2 separate regions of the Podarcis muralis genome follow, and region 1 is linked to region 2. Evidence: chromatin contacts called from public Hi-C data. All regions are on one chromosome and are shown on one strand. The core of a region is the stretch at or near the end of the contact, and the rest is flanking DNA. Distances in the headings are between cores, read along the strand shown. Region 1 holds the start of TIMMDC1 (translocase of inner mitochondrial membrane domain containing 1). Region 2 holds the start of IGSF3 (immunoglobulin superfamily member 3).

Region 1 (5,415 bases), core at 2,591-5,090, 190 kb before region 2:
AGAGACTTCTGACTGAATACTCCAAAACCCTAACTTACAAAGTTAAACGAAAGAGTCACTACAGTGAGATTTCATCCAGAAACTTGAAAACAGAACTGTAAAAATATTTTTAAATATTCAGGACCAAGACTTGTGGACACTGTGAAATCCAAAGAGCAGAACGGTTTTCTTCAAGCTTAGAGGAAAGAGTTATTGTTACTTACTGTATTAAACTATTTTATCAAATCTGGAATTTTCTTTGATATCATGGAAAGTAGATTTTTCCAGAAGTGTTCAGCTATTTGGGAAGCCAAAGTTCCACTGAATTCTAGTATTCCTTTGTGGTGAAATCCTTTTGAAAAGGGAACTGATGTTCCATGATGTTTAACTGACTCACCATTTAACACCAGATTAATCCTATGGAGTGGGCTGTAGTTTCTTACTGGTGAGTGAATCATTTCATGAATCATCATGGATGCAACATTTAATAATGTGATCTGTGTAGTGTTTGGACAATAGTTCTTTGCAAACTTCGAGTCTTTATATATTGCCCTCTTGCAAAACATCAATGTGGTACACAGCAATATGAAAAACTTTTTAAAGCAATTCAAAATAATCATTAAAATGAATGATTACACAACCCTAATAAATAACAACAACAACAACAACAACAAATAATTTTATTATTTATACCCCGCCCATCTGGCTGGGTTTTCCCAGCCACTCTTGGCTGCTCCCAACAGAACACTAAAAACAGAATACAGTGGCACCTCTGGCTACAAACTTAATTTGTTCCGGAGGTCTGTTCTTAATCTGAAACTTCTTAACCTTAGGTACCACTTTAGCTAATGGGGCCTCTCACTGCCACCACGCGATTTCTGTTCTCATCCTGGGGCAAAGTTCTTAACCTGAGGTACTACTTCCAGGTTAGTGGAGTCTGTAACTCAAAGTGTTTGTAACCCGAGGTACCACTGTAAAACTTCAAACATTAAAAACTTCCCTAGGCTAGGCTGAGAAATGCTGACCAACCCAGCTTTATAGAGTTCATGACTGAGTGAGGCAAAGCTAGACAGTATGTGGGAGATCTATGGTCAGAAACTCTTACTCCCCTGCTTTTCTTATAACTAATTAACAGCCTGACGTAGCCCCTTTGAAGATTGGGGAAGTGATTCTAAAGACAGAGGTTTTACTCTTTTCCTGATCTGAACTACTTCCCCAAAGCTGCTATTAGCTAGAGAGAGAAAAGATCAGCACAGCTTTCTCCTTCGCTCTTGTTTGTGAAAAGCCACCTTGCCACTTCTATTCAAGGACTTATTTCCATGTCGCTGCAAAATCTGGGGAGGAATGAGAAAGCTTGCAGTGCTATGGAGCAAATGGCAGCCCTGCAAAAGATGGCAGTTAAGCCATTCCACATCCACATGGAAATAGCTTGAGAAGTGCACAGCCAGGTTGTGTGTCCCATCCCTCACATCTCAAATATAGATAGGTAGCCGTGTTGGTCTGCCATAGTAAAAAAAAATTGGAAGGAATCTCAAATATAGTCCAAGTTTCTGGCAAATGATCTCATAGTTCACTTTGCATAAATCAACAGTATGTGTTCAGCGGTAGTGTACTGGCAAATTCAGAAGTGCAGGGTCCCTTCATGATAGTGTGGTATAGTGGTTAAGAGTGCTGAACTAGTGCTGAGGAGACCTAGGTTCAAATCCTCAGCTATGAAGCTCACCTTTTTATTTAACTTTTTTTTAAAAAAAGTGTACCATCCTTCATCTGGAGATCTCAGGGTGGTTCACAATATAAAAATACAAAATACATAATAAAAACAAGAAAAAACCCACAAACCAATAACCGCCCCCCTCCCCACATCCTCCTATGAACACATTTAAAAGGGATATAAGATGTTAATCAGCCAAAGGCCTGATTGAAATGTTTTTGTCTGGCACCTAGAGGTGTATAATGAAGGCGCCAGCAGAACCTCCCTAGGGAGAATATTCTACAAACGGAGCCACCTCCGAAAAGGCCCATTCCTGAGTTGCATAGCTGTCAATTCTTGCGAGGAATCCTATTCGGAATAAGGGAATTTCCCTTTAAAAAAGGGAAAAGTTGACAGCTATGCTGAGTTGCCGTGCTCTGAACCTTTCATGGAGGAGGCACACAAAGAACAGCCTTAGATGGTAATCACAGGATCTGGGTAGATTTATATGCAGAGAAGTAGTCCTTAAGGTGTTTTGGTCCTGGCCTTGGGCCTAATGTATTTCACAGGGCTGAAATAAATAGTCACAGCCATGTTCCTATACAACCGAAGAGTATACAGTATGTAATATACAATAATTACACAATAATCTTATACATGCTGCAGAAATAGTAACAGGTTTTTGATCCTCCGCACCCCTGGATCACTGCTATACAGGCCTGCACTCACTGGGAGGCGGTGAGAGAAAATTTCATATGCCACAGAATGCTATATTAATTACTGGTTGTGTCTCCTGAGTATGGCGTGTGTGTATTGTAGATATTGGAAACTGGTGCTGCATAGTATTCCTCATTACCTTCCTCACTGAGCTTATAGATGATGGGGAAGAAGAAAAAACAGCACGACACTAAAACAAATTTGCAGATGCTGTGTAAGGAAGAGGGACCAATACCAGACATGGAAGAATTAACTCAGGAAATCAAACTACCGTATGTGGCATTATTGTGCTGGATAAGAAAGAGGAGGAAGAATGTTAAAAAATGAGACAAAACCCTAAATTTATCTTCAGTGAAGGGAATTAATCTGGTATGTTCTAAAACTCATCTTTAAATGATCTTTTAGATTAAAAAAGAAAAACCTGTTTTGATGGCTGAATTAATACTGAAATTCGATTTTTTTAAAGCATCGTGACAACAAAGAACCTGGGCAACCGACACATCATGCCCTACATGATATAACAAGCAATGAACTACTTGTATTTTGTTTCTGTCACAAATGTGTTTTGGGCTGGTGAGAAAGGTTATAAACTTAAGGATTTACTTTACTGCTCTATTCCAATTACGTATTGCAATTTGCCCATTGGGTAGCTATGTGTCGGGAAGCTCAGGCAGCAAGCTTTTCTTGTTTTCTTTTCCATTCAGGATAAGAGCATGGAACTTTGCTCAATGATGAAAACTAAGGTAACTTTAAGTACAACTGCTGCTGACAGTGGGTATCACTGGACATGATGGAACTTATTTTTAATCAAAAGTGCATAGGATTGCATTACATATTTACCCTTAGTACAGTTAAAAGAACCTTGCTTTAAGTTCCTCAACAGAATTTGGAGCAAGTTTGCACTGTAGTCTCCAGTAGCAGTGCTTTTTAAATATAGCTGGAAGCGTTAAATCTTACTAGCTTTGCCTTGATAGGCTTCGTCAAAGGGAAGGAATACATACAGCAGTGGACGTATATCGTTCCGCTTTTTTTAAAAAAAAGCCAGAGCAAATAAGTCGTCTGCAAAAATAGACAGGGCTCTTGAGCCTCAACAGCCGTGCAAAAAAGGGAATTTCCGCTTGTCGTGCCCCAATATTAATATCTTGCCACCACGCTCTTTTTAAAACCCCAAATCCTTTCCACTCCATCGACAATAGGGGCAGAGGAGGTGCAACAGAGTGTGCACGGCGCTTCCAGCAAAGCAGCTGGTCAGGATTGCGCACGCGCAGTGGCGGGAATCCATCACCTCCCTCCCCCGAGCTCGCGCCGCCTCCCGCTTCGCATAACCCACTGGCCGGGGGTTGGTGGTGGGGGCGGCGGGTGGAACGGAAATGCTTTCCAGCCGGGGAGTTGCCTGCGCTGCGTCCTCCAAGGCACCAGGGCGGCGCGCTCCTCCTTGGCCCACTTCCGGCACAGCTGAGTCCTCGAGGGAAGGTCCTGGGAAGCGGCTTCTGGGGGAGAGCGCTCGGCTGTTTGGCTATGGAGCCGCCGCTGGCGCCGCCGCAGGGGCCGGTCCGAGTCTCGGCTGCCTCTTCTCCCGCGCTGGCCGCGGGGCAGCCCAGGGCTTTGAGCAGGCCGGAGCCGCCGGGCTCGGGCTCGGGCTGGGAGCGGGTCCGGGAGCTCTTCCGGCGAGAGTAAGCCCGAGGGTTTTGTTTTGCAAGAATGCGAGGGTGTCCCGGGAAGCGGCAGGCGCCCCCGTCTCCTTGCAGCCAGGCGGGGCGGGCGCGGGGCTGGCAATGGACGCGAAGGCAAAAGCTCTGCTGAAAGCCCACTCGCATGCCGAGTTAAGTTGTCTCGAGCCTCACACGGGCACTTTCAGCCTCTGTTGATAATGTGGCTTCATTTAACGCTGGGGTTGCATGGGGGGGGGGGGGGTCGGGATTTCTGAAACGTGAAGGGGGCTTTTTATGTCCAGAAGACTTGCGTTCTCATCGAAGCATTTTCTCCCGCAGCGAGCTAAATCGGTATCCTGAAGAAACGGTCAATATCATCAAAGCAACGTTTTGCGGGGGCATTGTCGGCATGGTCTATGGCGGGGTACCCGGTTTTATAAACGCCAAGAGACGGTACATTGAGCAGAGCCAAGGAGAGATTTTCCACAATCGCTTGGATGCTGCGGTACGGACAGATTCCTGGCATGGTAGAGCACACATCGAATCAGTCTTCTCAATAAAGCCGCTACACAAATCTCCTTAAGTGAGCACACTAGGACTGCTATGGACACTTGTCACTAGCACTTCAAAATGTCGGTTGTAGAGCTTGGGAAGGGCAACCAAAACTATCAAGAAGCTGGGGCAACTCACCTGAGAGAAATGTTATGATGTTATGCGCTTTTTAGTTTAGAGAAAGTGCAGGGCATGATAAAGGTGTGTACTTGGTATGGAAAAACTGATTACAGTAGATACAAGTTTTTCCCTTCTCGTATAATGCTAGAACCTGTGATCATCTGATGAAGCTGAATGCTGGAATATTTAGGACAAAAGGAAGTGCTCCTTCACACACCACATAGTTAAGGATGGTATTTGCTGCCAGAAGATGTAATAGTAGCTGCCAGGTTATGTGGCTTTACAAGGGGATTATTCATCAATAATAAAACTGTCGATGGCTACTAGTCATGTTGGCTGCATACTGCCTCCAGTCTTGTTAGTTGGTGTACCTGTGAATAGCAGGAACATACCGTGGAACATGTGGGAATGTGCCATTGTGCTTATGTTCTGCCTGCGGGCTTTCCATAAAGATTGGGTTGGCCACTGTGACAACAAGAAACTGGACTTGATGGGGCTAGATCGAGGATCACAGCCAGCGTTTCCATATTGCCTGGGTTAATAGTCTGGATAATATAACTGAAGGCAATTAAAATGTTTAGATCTGAGATGAGTACTGAAAAATCCAGAAATAAAAAAGCAGGTTATGTGCATGTACAAACGAGCTGAGTGGTCCATAGTTTTGTCAACAGTAAAGCCTGCTGAATTGTTTCTGGTGCAAGGGTC
Region 2 (4,715 bases), core at 63-2,562:
ATCCGAACCAGTTTTGTAGGTGTCTCTTGCTAGTTTTCCTGGACGAGAGGGAAAGCGAGGCTGAGAGCGTCCTCTTGCACGGACTGCATCGACAGTTCGGGAGGGGCTTCGTCTCTTCGGCTTGCTGAACTGTAAGGATGGGGCAGATCAGCAACCCGAGCTGGGATGGCCCCGTTCAGCAGCTGCTCGCGCTCAGTTTCGCTCGCTCGCTCGGGTGCCTACAGCTCAGGTCTGCTCCTCCCTAGAAAAGAAAAAAAGAGGCAGGGAAACTTATAAAGCTAAGGCATAAATTGTTGCTCCTTGCTGCTAACTGCCTCTCCAAACACGCGGTGTGTGTGTGTGGGGGGGGGTACATACAGAGACGAAGGGGCGGGAAGAAGTGGGGGCAGACCGAGCACCAGTTCCCGCCCCGCCGCCCCTCTAAGACCCCCATCTGCGCGCGGGGAAGGAGACCAGCCCGCTATTGTTTCAGCCTCACGCGCAAGACGGCCGCCTCCCCTTTCCCCAAACTGGAGGAAGGGCTGGAGCAGGGCGCCCTCGAGAAGGGAGACCGGCGGCCCGGAGCTTAGGCGCTCTCTTTCTCTCCCCTTTCCCCGCCCTCCGGTCATAAAGCCAAGCGTAGCCCACTTTCCGCGCGCCACAAACACCCCTTGAAAACAAGCGCCTCGCGCGCCCGGCGGGTCCGGGAGACCAGGGCGCGCTCCTCAAGGGGGTCTCTCTCCACCCGCGCGCTCTTCCTGCCGCCGACCCACCCTAGCCACTCCCTTGCCCGGCTTGCTCGGCTCCACGTGCCGCGGCGACACCGGCATCCCCTCGGACTCTTTCCCCGGTACGGCTACTCGCCGCTCGCCTCAGCTTAGCTCTCCGCCCCGCGAGGCGCCTACCTGGCCGCTCTGGCTGTTTCCCTCAGCCCGCCGCCGCCGCTGCTGCTGCCGCCTCTCCTTCGGCGTCTCCGCTCGGGCTTCATTCTCTGCTCAGAAGCTGCTGCTGCTGCTGCTGCTGCTGCAGGGGGTGCCAAGCGCTTCCTCCCGGTCGGGAAGCTCCGCCTTCTCCCCCCTGCGTCCCTCCTCGTCGGACTCGTCGTCCTCCCCTCGCTGCTTCGTTCCCTCGCCGCGTCCCTCCCCGCTTCTTTCCCGGCTCACCTTCAGCTCCAGGCGGGCGCTGGCCGGTGCGAGAGAGAAAAGAAACGGGGCAGGGAAAAGAGCGCGCGCGCGCTTCTCTCTCTTTCTCTCCACAATGGCCCAGAAGCGAAGGAGGCTTGGGGAGTGCGCCGCGGAACCTGGAATGGGATCATATTTCACCCCAGGCTGTTGTGAGCCTTTGCTTCCAGCTGGCAGCGAGGTATAGAGCAGGGCGGGAGAGAAGGATAAGCCTCCCTTTCAATCATTAACCATTGCGGGCCAGTAAAAGCAATCACTGCACGTATGTCAGGCTAGACCGGTAGAAGGCCGGGTTGGCACCTTTCCCCTCTAGTGCTGCTTCTTGTGTTGTCGCTTAAGAATTAGTCCTAACAGGACAATTTCGAGAACCCAATATGGTGAGCATAATAATTAAAACACACACCCCATTAGGTTATAGGGCTTGTCCCTTCTGGGGTGCTTTGAACTGAAAATTTACAGTTTTAGAATTAGTAAGGCTGTGGGAGCAAAGGAGACACCACATTCCAGTCCTGTTTCCGCAGTTCTGATAACAAACGCAAAATACTGCAGCCCCCATGACTTAAAACTGCTTTGTATTTGGAGTAGTCCCGCTGGGAGTTGCTCCAAGCTAAGTGGTTTGGAGAAAACAGCTGTCAAACGGCCAACAAGTTCCACCCACTCAATAACCCGTTAACAACCCTTGTGTGTTGAAGCACAGTGTGAAACAATAAAAGCGAACCTGGTCAACAAAAGCCTGCGATACTTCATAGAGTGGGATGTTAAGAGCTACGATAATGGGACAAGTTCTATCCCTAGATACCTGTTTTAGCAGTGCAGTGGTGTGCCTTGGGTGTACTGCTGCATCATGCATGTTGCAAGAGCAAAGGTGACTGTGCATTTACGCATGAAACACAAGTTGCAGCATGACCTGGCACAGCACAAAAGACTTGTTACCGGTTCTTACCTGTGGGACCAAATATTCTGGAAGTGAAAACGGATGCTTCCAACTGAGTAGCATGGGCGAATTAACTATGTTGAAATTCCATATGCTGACTTGGCCATAACCAAAGTTCTTTTGAGTCATGATGTTATAACGTAAGATGTGTCTAATGTGGGAAAGAGTGAAACAGCAGGTTTAGAGCAAGTTCGTGCAAATAAAGTGGGCCTTTCCTTTTCCTAGGAAATAGATGGAGGAAGTTCTGTGCTGAGTCAGCTGAATGGATGACGCAGTGGCGCAACATGAATAAGGGATGGAGGGGATGGGTTGGGCAGGGTGGTACAGAACTGGTACATGAGCCAACCTGGCCCAGTGCTAAATTTCCAGTTCCAAGTTTTAGGATTCAGCCAACTCACTCTGAACATGTATATAAACATAAATTTATTCTAAGGGAAGTGTACTTAAAGGAGGTTAAATGGAAGGATTGTCTCCTCCCACATTTACCTACCCAGAGGCTTCGATCATCTTCTGAGCAGTGGCGTAGGAAGGGGGCGGAGGGGGTGGTCTGCCCAGGGTGACAAGATGGCCCCTGACTCCCCCTGGCTGTAGAGCTAACAAGGGCGCCCGCAGTCCGTATGGGCGCTGCTCACGTGGTGTCCGTATGGGCTGCCGCTCTCATGCGCCGGCCGTACAGGCATCCGGACGGACTGCCACTCTTGCCTGTATGGCCGCTGTGCAAGTGGCAGCCCATACAAACTGTGCACGTGCAGTAATATCAACTGATTGATAGGATGCCTGGTCCTAGAAAGAACTGTGGAGAGAAAGAAATGTATTTGTGGTGTTAGGAAACAAGTGACAGTGCCAAAAAGAATTGGATCTCCAGTGGATTGTATATATTTTATGTAGCATACCCCTATACTATTTTAATGGAGCATTTGATATTTTTAACCAGGGGTAACCATAGAAATATGTATTATAGGATATTTGGAAGAAGCAGAAAATTAGCAAGTGCCGTCAGAAAGCTTATTTAGCTGTTACACCCTGCTCAGTCTTCTTTCAGACTATTGCATTCATGCATAGTAACAATAGTATATATAAAGAGACCATGGAAATGACTTTATAGCATTATAATATTAAGCCCATTTCAGTTAAATTAGATTATTATAATAAGCACAGTCTGTTAAAGACTGTTAATAGGCACCTGTGTGCTCTGTCTGGATCCCCTTAATCTCTGTCAGCTCTTTCCTGACCTCAGTAATAACATAAAAATAGCTTAGCTCTCATTCTTCTTCTTTTTGCCTTCAGAATTCTTTAAAAGTAGGCATTAATTTTTCAAAAGCATTTTTTAAAGCCCAACTTGTTGTTTATTCCCATTGCACAGAAGGGTCAAACGAGGCAAGGCAAATTCACTTCTCTTCATGGCCATTTCAAAATGGAGTTGTGACAATTCAGAAATCCTTCTTTTGCTGCTTGGTGCCCCCCCCCCCACCTCCCTCTCAAAGCATTCATTGGCCTATGCCTCATCTGTCAATTTTCCATCGTACCGCATACAAAATGACTATGATCCTAAACACAAACATAAACTGATGTAGTTTCAAATTCAATGTTTTGAATTGGTTAGAGAGTTCAAAGAGGATCTTCTCTTTCATCAACTACTGTACCAAGCACTAAAGAACCACTTTGCATATGCATACCAGAATGCTACTGCTGTTCTTGCACACATATTTCCACATAACAATCAAGTAGAAAACAGGCCCACGGTCAGATGTGCGTTAGTGAAAATAGCAATGAGATACTACTGTTCTCACCCTGAACAGTAGGTACTTGTCCAGTGGTCATTTGGTAAGGTGTTTCCTCTAAATCAAGTGTGAATAACCTTTGACCCTCAAGATATTGCTGAACTACAAATCCCATCAGCCCCAGCAAGCATGGCTTTGGATGATGGCGGTTGTATCCAGTTCAGCAAATCCAGAGGGCCAAAGGTATCCCACATCTAGTTTACTTTTTCTAACAACCCAGAGGCTTAAGTGGAATGTGGATGCATGGAGGACTCAGAATGACTCCCAGGGAAAGACAGGTTGAGATATCCTTATCCATAGCAATATCCTTTCATTTTAGCTGTAAAGAATAATGGGGCCGTCATTATCGGCATACTTTTTGGAAAGAGAGAATCTAGTACAAATTGAGAGTTATCTGATCAAAAATAATTACATTGTGCAATCACAATTAGAATACAGTAGTTATGTGTAGCCGTAATAGAAACATGATTAGTCTGGGAGAACAGAATGCATGTTCATTTAAGATAGGCTGATATGACTCTGACATAAAGGTCCCGCTTGTTTGAAACATTAATTCAAGAGCTTGTTTGTTTTTCTAAAAGGCCATTGGATGCAGGCAACGCTTTGAAATAAATGGAGCTAGATACCTATATAACTAAGGAGGCTTCTACTTTGATCCTTCCTCACTAAGACTTTGTGAAAGAGGATTAGTTGGGAGTAAGGTGTTTGGTGCTTGTACTATGTGGTTTAATGATGGTAGCCTTCTCTTACCTCGTCAACATTCACCCTATCTACATGAAGGCCTCTTGCTGGTTTGACACTGAAGAAGCCACCATCCTTATCTTTCAGTAAATTGCAAGT

The links. A called contact is a pair of places that touch in the nucleus more often than the background predicts.
Region 1: a contact with region 2 is called in a Hi-C map of tail, with 3 times the contacts expected there. The contact joins the promoter of TIMMDC1 here to the promoter of IGSF3 in region 2. A contact is called at or near these places in 2 of 3 Hi-C or Micro-C datasets (blood and tail).

What each region holds. Positions count from the first base shown.
Region 1 is chr4:42,547,118-42,552,532 of rPodMur119.hap1.1, reverse strand. It overlaps TIMMDC1 (translocase of inner mitochondrial membrane domain containing 1), which reads left to right and starts at 3,840. Exons shown (of 7, transcript XM_028726884.2): 1 at 3,840-4,059; 2 at 4,378-4,543. The coding sequence starts at 3,905. It overlaps POGLUT1 (protein O-glucosyltransferase 1), which reads left to right. Exons shown (of 11, transcript XM_028726885.2): 11 at 1-225. The coding sequence ends at 101.
Region 2 is chr4:42,358,568-42,363,282 of rPodMur119.hap1.1, reverse strand. It overlaps IGSF3 (immunoglobulin superfamily member 3), which reads right to left and starts at 1,312. Exons shown (of 11, transcript XM_077927253.1): 1 at 885-1,312; 2 at 1-241.